Linked DNA regions of Mus musculus: all the other regions are linked to region 2. Evidence: chromatin contacts called from public Hi-C and HiCAR-type data. All regions are on one chromosome and are shown on one strand. Each heading gives the region's core, a stretch centred on a gene start, on an enhancer-like site or on the middle of the called end of the contact. The rest is flanking DNA. Distances are from core to core; before and after follow the strand shown.

Evidence for each region. Hi-C and Micro-C count contacts between places; a contact is called where the count stands out from the background. HiCAR-type assays count read pairs that join an accessible place to other places.
Region 1: a contact with region 2 is called in a HiCAR-type map of fibro-adipogenic progenitors, with 4 times the contacts expected there. The contact joins two enhancer-like sites. A contact is called at or near these places in 1 of 15 datasets of contacts at CTCF or cohesin (embryonic stem cells), 5 of 484 Hi-C or Micro-C datasets (embryonic fibroblasts and embryonic stem cells), 1 of 115 datasets of contacts at active chromatin or transcription factors (fibro-adipogenic progenitors) and 2 of 9 other capture datasets (adipose tissue and embryonic stem cells).
Region 3: a Hi-C map of muscle stem cells shows a contact between it and region 2, with 3 times the contacts expected there. The contact joins two enhancer-like sites. A contact is called at or near these places in 2 of 15 datasets of contacts at CTCF or cohesin (embryonic stem cells and pro-B cells), 27 of 484 Hi-C or Micro-C datasets (the 63-12 cell line, the AML12 cell line, B cells and 16 more) and 2 of 9 other capture datasets (adipose tissue and embryonic stem cells).
Region 4: a Hi-C map of adipose-derived mesenchymal stem cells shows a contact between it and region 2, with 2.5 times the contacts expected there. The contact joins two enhancer-like sites. A contact is called at or near these places in 1 of 15 datasets of contacts at CTCF or cohesin (the NIH/3T3 cell line) and 16 of 484 Hi-C or Micro-C datasets (the C2C12 cell line, adipose-derived mesenchymal stem cells, cortical neurons and 8 more).

What each region holds. Positions count from the first base shown.
Region 1 is chr9:43,583,769-43,587,306 of GRCm38.p6, forward strand. No RefSeq gene overlaps it. Among named protein-coding and RNA genes, the nearest start is that of Gm29909, 23 kb to the right of the region's middle. Within about 2 kb of position 2,078, at least 16 of the 459 cell types and tissues checked have an H3K27ac peak or open chromatin away from gene starts, as enhancers often do. A contact at or near this core is called in fibro-adipogenic progenitors, where this site is marked.
Region 2 is chr9:43,800,219-43,803,472 of GRCm38.p6, forward strand. It overlaps Nectin1 (nectin cell adhesion molecule 1), which reads left to right. Exons shown (of 6, transcript NM_021424.3): 6 at 3,254. Among named protein-coding and RNA genes, the nearest start is that of Gm46108, 11 kb to the left of the region's middle. Within about 2 kb of position 1,958, at least 58 of the 459 cell types and tissues checked have an H3K27ac peak or open chromatin away from gene starts, as enhancers often do. A contact at or near this core is called in adipose-derived mesenchymal stem cells, fibro-adipogenic progenitors and muscle stem cells, where this site is marked.
Region 3 is chr9:43,547,433-43,550,629 of GRCm38.p6, forward strand. No RefSeq gene overlaps it. Among named protein-coding and RNA genes, the nearest start is that of Gm36855, 28 kb to the left of the region's middle. Within about 2 kb of position 1,394, at least 8 of the 459 cell types and tissues checked have an H3K27ac peak or open chromatin away from gene starts, as enhancers often do. A contact at or near this core is called in muscle stem cells, where this site is marked.
Region 4 is chr9:43,981,220-43,984,354 of GRCm38.p6, forward strand. No RefSeq gene overlaps it. Among named protein-coding and RNA genes, the nearest start is that of Gm30373, 8.6 kb to the left of the region's middle. Within about 2 kb of position 1,447, at least 36 of the 459 cell types and tissues checked have an H3K27ac peak or open chromatin away from gene starts, as enhancers often do. A contact at or near this core is called in adipose-derived mesenchymal stem cells and muscle stem cells, where this site is marked.

The sequences.
Region 1 (3,538 bases), core at 828-3,327, 220 kb before region 2:
CACTTGCTGGTACAAATAGCAGACCAGGGTCAGATTGGACATCAGCTACGGCTATGGATTGCACTTGGGGCTTCCTGGATAAAGGGCATATCCCCTGCCTGTGGGGGCTGTCAGGTTCAGCCACAGGGCTGGAGATAGTTGTGCAGAGTTACCTTACCAGGCTAGCAGAGGAGACAAGCAAAGGAAAAAAAAAAAACTCAATGACTAAGGACACCAAACAATACAAACAGGAACCAATCCTATTTGATCAGCAGTGGCTGAACTCAGCAGGGACTCACAGAAGGCTGAGTCTCCTGGAGGGTAGTCACTGGATACATCTCTCAAAGGGGATGCTGGGACCCAGCTCCATCCAGCCTTTATCTTGTTTCTCTCCACCACCATGAGGTGTGCCCTGTGCTCCCACCATGACCAGTTGTTTCATTATAAGTCCAAGGTGACAACTCCAAGTGACCAGAGACAAATCTTTGAAATCGTGAGCCAAAATAACTCTGCCCTCCTTTAAAGAGGTCTTGGGTCTTTGTCATAGCAACAGAAAGCTGACTGACACGGAGACACAGTGTTTCAACAGAAGTCATGACAGAGGACAGTCAGTGGCAGAAATGGTGGCACTGAGCTGCCATCCTGTGCTTAGTCTTGATCCCCATTCACTTGGGGGGCTTCCATGCAGTTCAGCCTTCCTCTTCATCATCAGGATGGCCCAATCTGGATCCAGTGACACAGTCAGTCGCTGTGGGCATTGTCCTAGTAAGAACTTGGTCTCACCTTGAATTCCAGGGAGCTCCACAGGAAGGAAGCTGCCCCAAAGGCATCCTTCAGAACTCAGGCTGAAGGCTACAATCCCTGGAAGAGATCGGGGGTAGACTCTGGTGGGGGTCCTAGCGCTGAGATCCAGTCTCTTCCTTCCTTGTGAGTATCAACAGTGATTTGGGGTTTGTCCCTCACCCCCTTTACTTTTTTCATTATGTAGCCCAGCCCTGAGCTCCTGATTCCTCTGCCCATGTCTTGTACGTTTGGGAAGCACAGTTTATATTGCTCAGCCTCTGGCCATCAGGGGACCTGCCTGCCTTTATCTCTATGCCCAGCACTCCAAACCTACTACTTTTTTCCCAGACTCTAACCACAGAGGGCAGCCTCCGCGTCCCTGAATGCACTCTCTCTTTCCACTTCTGGCTGCGCCGTCTGTTTATGGTGACTTTCCACACTAGATGGATATCTGCTCCTAACTTGACATTTTACCCTCTGGGAAACGTATTCTGTATGTGTATTCATGTGTGCATGTGGGGTGGGATGTGTGTGTGTGTGTGTGTGTGTGTGTGTGTGTGTGTGTGTGCGCGCGCGTGCATGTGCACATGTATATGTGTGTGAGTGTAAGTGCAAGTGCACATGACTATGTGTGGGGATGTGTGTGTGTATGTGCACATGTGTATGTTTGTGTGAGAGAGAGTGAGCACATGTGTGTGTGCAAGTACTCATGTGCATGTGTGAGTGTGGGGGTATGTATGTGTGTGATGTGAAGGTATGTCTCTGTGCACACACATAGGAGGACATCTGGTGTCTTGACTTATTACTCCCTACCTTATTTTCTTGAGACAGCACACTTGAAACTAAGCTGGCAGGCAGCAAGCCCCAGCCATCCTGACTCTGCCCCTCACAACACCTGGGTAACAGTTCCGCTCACTGGGCCACACTTAACTTCTAATGTGGATGCTCGGGATTTGAACTCAGATCCTTAGACTTGTGCAACTAATGCTTTTACCAGCTGAGCCACCTCCCTAGCCCCAAGAGAAAAACCTTTGCTACATGTGATCCTTAGGGAAGATAATGGTGGTTGTCACCTTCCAGGAGGGGCCTCTGGGACCCAGAGCCACCAACCTGGTGGCTTGCTGAGCTACAACCATGCTGCCTCTCTCATCCCCTAAATTCAAACCTAGTGTTCTTTCCCACTGGAGGATGGGGTTGCAAGCTCTTAACTTCCCAGGATCCCTGGTATTGTTTTTCCTTCCACAACCCCTGGGGACTCCTATGATCTCATCCACAGCCAATCTTAGCTCCCAACCAGTGAGCTAACCACCGCTGGCACGCTGCTGAGCTGACACGATCCTAGCTTAAAAGCAGAGAAAGACGGTGCTTTAGTTCAGCGGTGTAGCCTGGGCGCAGATGACAGTACAATTTCCTCAGGGCTATTTCAGACATTTTCAGAAACCCTCAGAGCCTTATTACTGCTTTCCCTAGGGGTCCAAACACCTGACACCGTTAGCTACTGTACTCTTTCTGCACTGACCACAATTTTCAGGAGAAAACCAGGACCCATGGTGTGACAACTCTGAGTAAACGTAGGGGAGGGGACAGGCTGGACAGCATCCACGCTGTTCCCCAAACCTGGGGCGTGGGATGCTGTGGTCTGCTCTGAGAAGTTCCCCTCCAGGGTCCCAGCCTGGTACTCCTAAGCAGTGCTGGAGCCTTTTAGGGGTAGGGCCTAACGGGAAGCTTGAGGTCATTAGGAGTACTCTCTGGAGGGATTATGACATGTCTCTTCCCTTTCTCTTTTTTCAGATTCCCGGGTATAAGGTAAAATAGTCTCCACTTCCCTGTATCCCTGCTACAACGTGCCCTACACCCTACATGGACCAGACCCCCCAAGAACTTAAGGTATACGTTCTATGATAATAGACCATGGTGTGAGACTTGGAAACAGTGAACCAAAGCATTTCCTCTTCCTAGAGTGACCAACTGTAAAAGCAATAGTCATCCATGACGTCACCCATTCAGTAGGCACCTGCTGTGTGCTAAGTGCTGTGGCAGTCAGTCCCTAGTGGCCCAGTGAAGACTGAGCCTGGCTCCTTCACAGGCTAGCTAGCTTAAGTACTACCTTCCTACACTGTATAGAACAAGAGGAGGAGGGACAGTGTGGGAGACAGTAAGAAAATCCACCAGAGAAAGGGACATCTGAATTTAGTTTAGGGAAATAAGCAAAAAAAAAAAAAAACTTTTTTTCTGCAGATAAGAACATAAGATAAAGGGGGGAAAGTATTAATTAAGTCTCAGGGTATGAAATAATAATGAACACATCTAAGAGGCATAAGCAGAGAAGTAAGGATGGAGACAGAGATGAAGGGCATTAGTGAGAGGACTGAGGACTAAGAACCAGGCGTGAATGTTCACAAATGCCAAGAGTCCCTGTGAAACCTCCCCGATCTTCACACAAGGACAGCATCTTGACAGACACACAGAACCCAGTCCTTGTGTGTATGCTCAGGTGTGTGCAGGGCACCTGTGTCTGCATGTGTTTGGAGACCAGAGGACAACTTCAGGTGCTGTTTTCCAGGATCTATTCACATTGCTTGTTGACATAAGGCCTCTCTTTGGCCTGGAGCTTGTGGATTAGACCAGGCTAGGGTCAGCCCCTAGGCTCTATCCATTTCTGCCTCTCCAGTCTGGGACCACAAGTGTGTGCCACCACAACTGGATTGTTTACGTGGGTTCTGGGGACCAGAATAAGGTCCTGGTACTTACAAGGGAAGCAGTTTACTGATTGAAC
Region 2 (3,254 bases), core at 708-3,207:
GGGCCTTTGGTAAGGACAGTTATCCAAATCACAGCAGTCAGCAATGAAGGTGCATGAGAGGAGCTTGGCAGGCCAGGTTCTAAGACCCAGCAGGCAATGGGGACTCACTGCTGGTCTTTGAGACAGAGTGGTCATGTCTTTCCAATGGGAATTAATCTGCTGACTGGGTGGGGCAACCAAGAGTAGAGACTCAGTAAAGGTGAGAGGCCCACAAATGTTCTACCACAACAAAACCCAGAGAGGAACTCAGAGTGAACAAATGGTGGTGGTCGTGGGAGCCCAGGGGAAGCCCGGTAAATAGAGAGAATGAGAAAGGACAGCTAGCCATGTTAGAACAGGTGGGAATTTTGAGTTGGCAGTCCCAGAGGTTTCTTGACTCTATAATCTAACTGTTAGTTCTCCGGGATGGTCCTGTCTTCTGGAAGCTGGGAAACCCTCCATCCTGTGTGTGTATGTCATACTCCAGGGTATGGGGGAAGGTGAAGGGCTCCAGTGTGTCATCTAAGCCAATGTTTCTCAAAGTGTTTGTCCAGCTGTTTTTGCTGACCTCTGAGTAACGGCTCAAGGTTCCAGGAAGTACAGTTTGGAAAACTATCCCAGACACCTTCAGAGATAACAGTTCTGTGGCTGAGTGGGAGCTGTGTACTTGAGGTGGCTTGAGAAGCCAGGAGGATCTCAGTTGAGTCACAGAATGGAGCTGAGTTCTGTCCTGAGCAGAGACAGCAAGGCCCGTAGGTCCAAAGATAAAGCCTCCGCAGGGACAGCGGAGAAAGCTCACAGTGCAGGTGGTTACAGAGCATTGAAAGGAAAAGCCAAGGACTCAGGGCTCCTCACCTCTGCAGGCGAGGGGAGCATAGCAGTTCAGATGCAGCAGGCTGGTCCTTCCATCTAGATGCCTCGATTATTGTCTTAGCCTCTCTGAGCCCACACCATCATCCTTCAAGGCTGGACAAAGTCTAGCCTCCAAGAAACCTTTGTGAATTGCGTGCCTCAATGTTCTTATTCTCTTATTCCCTGAGCACTTCACTGTCAGCTCCTTCCATGTCTGCTTGCTGCAGTGATCCCAGGCATTCCTTTGGCTCTATAGCAATGCTATGACTAGAGAGAAAAAATAGTCGGTGGATATTTGCTAACTGAATAAGGAAGTAGACAGGTGAAGATTGGCCAGGAGTGTGGCTCAGAACCTCAACGCTCAGGAGGCTGAGCTAGGAAGGTCATAAGTTCAAAGCCAACATGGGTTAATGAGACCTTGTTTCAAACCAACCAAGCAAAGAAAGACACGGAGGCAGATGGAGAGGAGGACTTTATCTGAGGCCTGGAGCTGGGGAGGCAGGCTGAGAACACAGATTTCCTTTCTAAGGACAGTGGGACCCAGTAAACCATGATGAGCTCCCAGAGAGGGTTGCAAGAGAAGCAGTCAAAACAGCTCTCAGTAAACACTTAAACTCTCTCAGTAAACTCTGTGACCTGCACTGAGGACACAGTGGTGACTAGTGGGGACCCAAATCCTCTGGGCTTGTGCTTCTCTCAGACAGCTCCAGGCTCAGGAGCTTCTGGGCGGCCACAGCTCAGCCATGTGACCTCAGGCAAGTGTCCCGGACCCTGTCCCCTTTTGAGGCTCCTGTGTTTTCACTAGCCCTCCCAGCCTGAGCAACATGAAAACCTCTTCCCCCATCCAGGACCTCCGCCCTGCTCCTGCCTGCTTGCCAGTAGCACCCCACACACTCACATGGGGCCCATGGGAGGCGTGTGATTCCAATGGAGTGAGTGATGCTGAATCAGGGAGTGAGCTGGCTGCAGCAGGCTCCCAGGAGCAGACACATGGGCCCAGACAGTTCCTTGACCCTGGCCCTCCTGGGCCAGACCGGGAAGAGGCCTGGACAGCAGCCTTCCTTCCATGCTTGCCCTGGGTCTACACCCCAGCGCCTTCCTGAGGCCAGTCATGGTCTCCGGTGCCACCCTGTGGTGGTGCTGGGAACCGTCTCCCTGTGTCCTGCCCTAGGACCTCTTGGCCTCTGGCCTGGGCTGGCCTGGACTGACTTCATATTCACTCATCCACCTCCCAGGCCTCAGAGGGGGTGGAAAAAAGAGACAACAGGGTAGAAAAGAAGGCCACCATCCACCTCCCCCTTCCATCTTCTTCTGGTCTTTTTGTCTTTTCCTGCCTTTATTGCCTTTTAATTTCCACTCTGCATTATTGACTTTTCATTTTTCCTTTATATTTTTTTCTTTTTTTTTTTTTTAGACAGTCTTGATCTATAGCCCAGACTTCCCTTGAACTTATTGCAACCCCCCTATCTTAGTCTCTCACATCCTGAAGTTACAAGTATGAGCCATTATGCCTGGCTCAGACCGTCCACACTATCTGCATATCCTTCCGCATACATTTGTGCCTGGCAAAACCTGTGGGACATGGAACATGCTCTCACATATGTATGCTCCTGATGTGTGATACACATGTAGTCCTCTGTATCCCCTTTCTGCCTGTCCCTGCTCTGTGCCTACCATCTGTCACTTTGGGTGTTTCAACCCTGTAGCCCAAGCTAGCAATCCCAACAGGTCTCTACCTTGCCCTGCAGGGCCATACCACAACCAAAAAGTCACAGCGCTTGTTTGTAGCACACTGATAGGCAGTTGGCACTCACAGGACGTCGGCTGAGCCAAAACTTGGGAATCTACTTTCTATCTGTCCTGAAGACAAAAGGAATTAGTCTGGATTACCTACTAGGTTCCTGGTGTTGGGTCAGTCACTTCTACATGTCAGGCAAAGGGACACTGGTGGCACTTGCATAGGGTTGATATGAAAAAAAAAAAAAAAAAGGCAGGATGATTTCTAATTGGGCCTTTGGGTAAGTTAACCTCGCTAGCCATCTCCTGCATTGAATAGAAATGAACAGCAGACCTCCTTGGAGGGTAGTGACCGTGAGGGACACACAGTTGGGTGCATGTAGATGTGCCTCTGCACCAAGGTGGGATAGGACAGAACTAATGCCACCTCCAGGGATGGTCAGGATGGAAGGCTGGGCGCTCTGGGTACATCAGCTGCCTCTGCTCCTCTCGCCTGCCTGGCTCCCAGTGCTGCAGCTGACCTCAGGAAGGTGGGGTGCTAAGGGGCCTCTGGAATCAGAACTGCTCAAACTCGGGGTGTGGACATCCTGTCCTGGGCTTTTCCCTCCCCTGCCTCCCTACACCCCCGCTGACTTCTGAAGAGCAGACACTGACACAACCCCCTCCATCTCTTTTCCTCACCCAGA
Region 3 (3,197 bases), core at 144-2,643, 250 kb before region 2:
TCTTCAGGGGCTTGGCCATGTCCACTCTGCTGGCAGCCTGCAGAGCAGGTCTCTCTCCTGTTGTGACTTTCTTCCCCACCATTAGTACAGCACAGTGTACCTAGACTTCACACAGATGCCTTCTCTTCCCCTTAGCAAGGCTCCCTGTTCTTTGGCTTTTTCCAGATCCTCTGTCTATCATCACTGACCCAGGACTCTGAATATCTATTAATAATCACCCTTGAGATGACGCAATCCAAAATGAGCAAAACCACCACAATATTAACCGCTGTGGTGGGGTGTGGGACAGATGTGTGCACTGTCTTGCTTGTAAGGGGGGGTGAAGGTGCTGAGCGGTAGCAGCTGATGCCCCTTCTGAGGGCATTAGGACCCTCCTCAAACAGGAGCCAACTCCAGGGACACAAGGAGCAGAGAGGGGTTGGTAACAAAGCCACTTGGAGAGCTGAGATGCTGCTGCTTGGATTATCATCAGCTGCCAGTATCTTTGCATAAGTACTGGTAGGTGGATGTCTGGTCAAAGCTGATGTGTGGGTGTTGGAAGAAACAATCAAATTGACGTGATTTAAGAACCGAGGGTTATTTTGAACTCTTTCGTTCCCATTTGAACGTCCTCCTTTTTCTAAAAAAAAAAAAAAAAAAAAAAAAAAGAAGAAGAAGAAGTTTTTTTGTTGTTGTTGTTGTTGTTTCATTTTTTTGTGGGAAACCAGGAAAGAGGAGGAAAATTGGTAGAGAGAGGCTCAATTCGTTCCTGTTCTGTTCCTGTGCTTGGAATATTGCCTGGATGCAGGGGCATGGCCAAAATGACCCTCATCATCTTCTCACAGGGCAGGAAGGATCTCGGCTAATGGTTTCTTGGAAGCAAGAATGATGCCCCTGTGGCTGGAAGGGAAACTTGTAGTTATGGTAACCATGCGATTCAGTTTCCCCATGTGAGTGGGTGGTCCTAGTTTATGAGAAGCAAAAACTGGGGTTCAGAAAAACACTCAAAGCCAGGCACCAAAATGACCAAAAAGAAACTAATAGGGCAGCTCCAAGTCTTGGTAGAAATGCAGCAACGCTCTTGCCAACCCCCACTGCCTTTCCTGTGGGGAAGGAAGGTCCCACAGATAAGAAAGGGTCTTGGAGAATGTGTGTGTCAAGAATGAGAGACCTGTGAGGATAAGGGGGTGGGGGAAGGAAGCCTGTTTCACAGAGCAGGAGGATGGAACACAACTATCATTGATTCGTCCGATTAAGAACTGGGCATATTAAGCAGATTTGGGGTGTCTTGAAGGAAAGAACAGTCTAATAAAATATTTTAAGAGACCGTGAGAGTCAAGTCCTCTCCTATTCCATTCCTACCAACTTAGGCAATCCCTCTCATCTTTCCTGACCAGAGTAAATGCCAGCGGTAATTTTTAGATTAGGGTGTTTCCTCCTACACCAGGACTTTTCCAGACTTTATGACCCTAAGCACAGCTGCTGTATGAAGCCTGAGAGCCCCTTGCCCAAGCCCAGTTACCAAGAAAAGATATCACGGTTTCACTTGGCAGCCAACAGAATCCTCCAATCCCACGTTGGACTGGGAAGCCAGATTTAACTCACACAGTGTTTAAGACACCCAGGAGCAGAGACATGCTACTGTTTGCATAAATGTCCTCCCACTGAACTTCCTCCCTGTCCATCTGTCCCTTAGCTGTCACACTGCTCAGACCGCCTTGTGGATAAACATGAGAGTCCCAGGAGCAGAGTGGCACAGAGCCCTTCATCCTGCCAGGCTCCCCATCACGGATCCAGTCTTGCCCTGGTTCTCTTCCCTCTGTTCCTGCTCCCATCCCTTTCTCATTCCCTTTATCTCCTTCCTCTACAGTCCCATTTCTGGCCCAGCTTAGCCCTCTATAATGACTTAATCTTGCCGACAGGGTGACAAGCGGATGAATCGAAGTCTGAGGCTTTTTTTCTCCACTCTAGATTCATTGGAAGATTTCTCCCAGATGCGGCACTAAAACCCCAGATTCAATTTCCCTTTGACATAATAACCGAATTAGTCTCATATTGTCATACATAAATTACTAGCCAGTCAGGGTGCCACCAGAGGGAGAGAGAGCTGGAGAGAAAGCAAGACATGAGCATCCGAAGGGGTGTGACTGTGACAAGCAGGGACCTGAATAACAATGGGACCAGAAGGGTAGCAGCTAATCATAGCTGACAAATGAGGAGAATTCCCGGGCTGCAACAAAGGTAAAGAATATTTACCTTCCTCCCCATGCCCCTGGCCATTAAAATGTCACCACGGGGAGCTACGCACCTTACAAGTGATACACAGATCTAAATATCTTCTCCGTTAAGCACTGCTCTGTTTGCAAAGGCTGCTTTCCAAGAGGAAAATGAGGTTTTCTTGAAACTCCGTTGCAGCTTCCAGGCCTGCTGGTGGAAGTTGAGCTGAGTAGGAGACTTACGTGAGTCTTAGTGTGGTGGACCAGTCCTCACCATGGTTGTAGGGACGTTAGCCTGGATAGCTCTGAGTGCAGGAGCATGCTGGCCTGCATAACTATGTTGGGAATCAGATCCTGGGCAGAAGGGGTTCAAACCTGAGCCAGCTAAAGTGGGGTTCCTCAGCTCTCCACCAGCCACTCCTCTCAAGCTGGAGTCCCGAGGGCTAGCCTTATGCCTCCCCCTCTGAGCCCTTGCCCCCGGCCCATCTGTCCATCCTGTTCAATGCTCCTCTAGGAACTTCTGAGCTTCACCTCCGTATCCCAATGCGACATTAAGGCCTGTTGAAGAGTCCTGGTGGTCTTCCCACTTCCTGTGCTCCCTGACAACCCATGGTCTACCCATCCTCTGAGTGTACCTTGCCCAAATGCAGATTTACTGACAGTATGCCCCCAGTTAAAACCTTTCACTACTTCCCTAAAGAATGATGTCTAAGCTTTGAGGCATTTGCTAGTAAGATGGTCCATGACCTATCGCTCTGTGCAGACCCCTGACCACAGCCAGGCTCATGGTACTGATTGTTTCCAGGCAGGACCCTTGTATTGCTTCTAGCTGCTCCTTTGGCCTGGAGAGTTAGCCTTCTCTACTTGAGCACTTCCCATGGTAAGCATAGCTTACCAACCTTGGACCAACCTACCACCATGCACAGGCCTCCACTGCCTCTGCCTTCTCTGTGACTGTTCCCAGTGGCTAGTTGGTTCAACTTTAGCTCTATGTATCAAATC
Region 4 (3,135 bases), core at 197-2,696, 180 kb after region 2:
TCCTCTGCATCAGGCCCAGGATGTCCAGACCCACTTGCTAGGAAGGCTTTGCTAGGGCTAGGGATTCCCCTAGGCCTGCCTCAGCTCCTTTCTTCCCTGACCTGGACTGGATTCTGGCCTCGAGGCTACCCCATCCTTCTCCAGGCATCTCAGTGCCTCTCGGGTTCAGGTCTGTAGAGAAAGCTCCTTGATGCCAGCCACCTTGGCTACCTCCATCCTGTGATACTGCTCAGCTTGGAGTCTCCTGTGCTGCCCTGCTGTCATTAACAGCAGGGACCGGTAAGCACTTACATCCCCCACGTGCCCTGACCGCCACCCTAAGTCAAACATTTCAAACAAAGGCCATGAACAGCCCTCTGCTCATTTGCAGAAGCAGGAGTGCCTGTAGAGAGCAAAGGGCACTCACTCGCCTGCCAGCTTGCTGGCTGTTCAGCTTGCTTCTCTGCTGCTGCAAAAAGCACTAACCGAAAGCAAGCTACAGAGGGAAACCGAGACAGAACTGCGTAAAGTCCTGGAGCAAGGATGCCTGTTGGCTCTCTCCCCTGGCTTGCTGGGCTGCCTTTCCTTCTTTTTCTCTTTCACTCTTTCTTTCTCTTTCTTTCTTCCTTCCTTTCTTTTTTAATCTTCCTCTATAGCTTTTACCAGTGTATTATTTTTTTAACTTTTTTTTTTTTTTTTTTTTTTTTTTTTTTTGGTTTTTTGAGACAGGGTTTCTCTATAGCCCTGGCTGTCCTGGAACTCACTTTGTATTTTTTTTTTAACTTTTTATTGATTCTTTGTTTGTTTGTTTGTTTGTTTTTGTTTTTCGAGACAGGGTTTCTCTGTGTAGCCTGGCTGTCCTGGAACTCACTCTGTAGACCAGGCTGGCCTCGAACTCAGAAGTCCGCCTGCCTCTGCCTCCCAAGTGCTGGGATTAAAGGCGTGCGCCACCACGCCCGGCTTATTGATTCTTTTTCACATCATCTACCCCAGTCCCACTCATCTCCCCCTTGCATCCACCCTCTGCCCTCAAAACCTACCCCCCCCCAAATAAAAACCACACAAACAGACAAGCAAAAAATTAACCAAAAAAAGCATAGAAAACATCTTATCCTGGAAGCTGTAGTGTGTCAGTGTGTCCCATAGTATACTCTTCTGTCCACACATCTTCACTTGCAAATGCTCCTCGCAATGAGTCATTGGTCTGGTTCGAGGCTTCTGAAACACCATCAGTACTAGACCCTCACCGTGACTCCTCCCAGTCGTCCTGTTGTTGCCCAGTGTCATGGAGATGCTGCACCCTTGGATCAGCAGGACTGGCCCTTCCACATGCCCCAGCAGTTCACAGATGATGTAGATTTTGGATCTGGGCCTGGGTGGGAGTTAAGCTGGTTAGCATACCAGCTCTCCCTTATCTGCACCACCCACCAGGGAGGGTTCCCCAGCACTGCTCTGGCTGGGCCACATGGCCATTGGTAGGAAGCAGACTCAGCTCTCCCACTCTCATGCTCTCCGGGCTAGCTCACCCACACCCTGCCTCCAGAGTCAGCCCAGTGGAGAGGCAGGGCCACTCTCCCAAGTGCTGTAGCTGGCAAGGAGCAGGGCCAACTCACTGCTCTCATCTCCAGACTGCCTCAGATGGCAAGCATCTAGAGGGATGATGGCCAGCATCTAGAGGGGTGATGGCCTATACAGCCCATGCCTAGCAGCAGCCTAGGGAAGGACCACTCACAGTGGACTAGGCCCTCCTGTAACCATTAGAAATTAAGAAAATGCCTAACAGACACCCCGCAGGACAATCCAATGGAGGCAGTTCTTCAGGTGAGCTACCCTCTTCCCGGGTGACTCTAATTTGTGTACAAATGACAAAACTAACTAGCTAGGAAGCAACACTGCTTGCTGCTCCAACCTGGGGCATCTATGGATAGGAGTTTCAGGAATACAGGAAATCAGGAACGAGTATTCATACATGGGTACATATATACATACATCTGTACATTTATATACACATATATACATACATATAACCATATATATGTATATCCACCCATATCTACATGTACATACCATACATCGAGCCATCCAACAATGCATGTTATCAGATGCCCCATCCCTCAGATCCTGAGCTGGACACATGGAGATCTCCTCCTCCTCTTTTTCTTCCTCCTCCTCCTCCTCCTCCTCCTTCTCGTCACAGTGGGAAAGAATCCAGGAGTAGGATGTTTTCCAAAGCTTGTTCTTTGACAGTGCTGACTAATGGAACTTCCTGGGGTGACACCAGTGTTCTGTGTCTGTGCTGTCCCCTGGGCCCCACCATCTCTAGCCCACATGGATGCTGAGCATCTGAAGTGTGTCTATTGGGACTGAAGAACTGAATTTTCCCTCCTAATACAGTTGTAATGAACTTAGACATAAGCCTTATTACATGATGCAAATGAGCAGCTCGTGGACCAGATGCCACAGCTGTAAAAGCATCATCCACCCTGTGTACATATGCATTAATGCATGTTCATGTACATATATACATATATGTGCAAATATATACAATACATATATGTATATGTGTATATGTGCAAATATACATATATTTAGATATACATATATGTACATATATACAAAAATGTACATACACACACACATATATATATGCAGAGAGGGAAAGGAGGAGTCAGGAAGGGGTAACCTCTGGTAGGACTAGGAGAGACTCTAGGACATCCTCTTAGAAGTATTTATTGAGGGCCAAGAAGGGACAGACTTTGATAATACAGCATTTGACACACAGTAGGGAAGAAGAGCTATTAGCCAGGTGTACAGCACTGCTCATCTCAGATACTGTAAATCAGGAAAGGCTTCACAGAAGAGATGATTTCAAAGGTAAAGCATCAGATAGAAACTGTCAGAAAGGGGTTTGTGCAAAGGCCCTGAGGCACAGCAGACCCAGATGACAATTAAGTAGATAGGGAGCTCAACTCAAGCAGCCGTGCTCAACCCCTCGCAGTGGGTAGCACATGCTGGGCCCTCCCCAGAGGAGGAGGGGGACAGGCACAGTGCCAGGCAGGCCACATCTAGTTTGCTCATTCCTCTCCCATGACTCCTGATGTCTCCACCCACCCCATAAACATGATTTGGAAAATCTCTTGTCCCAGTCCCCGGCTG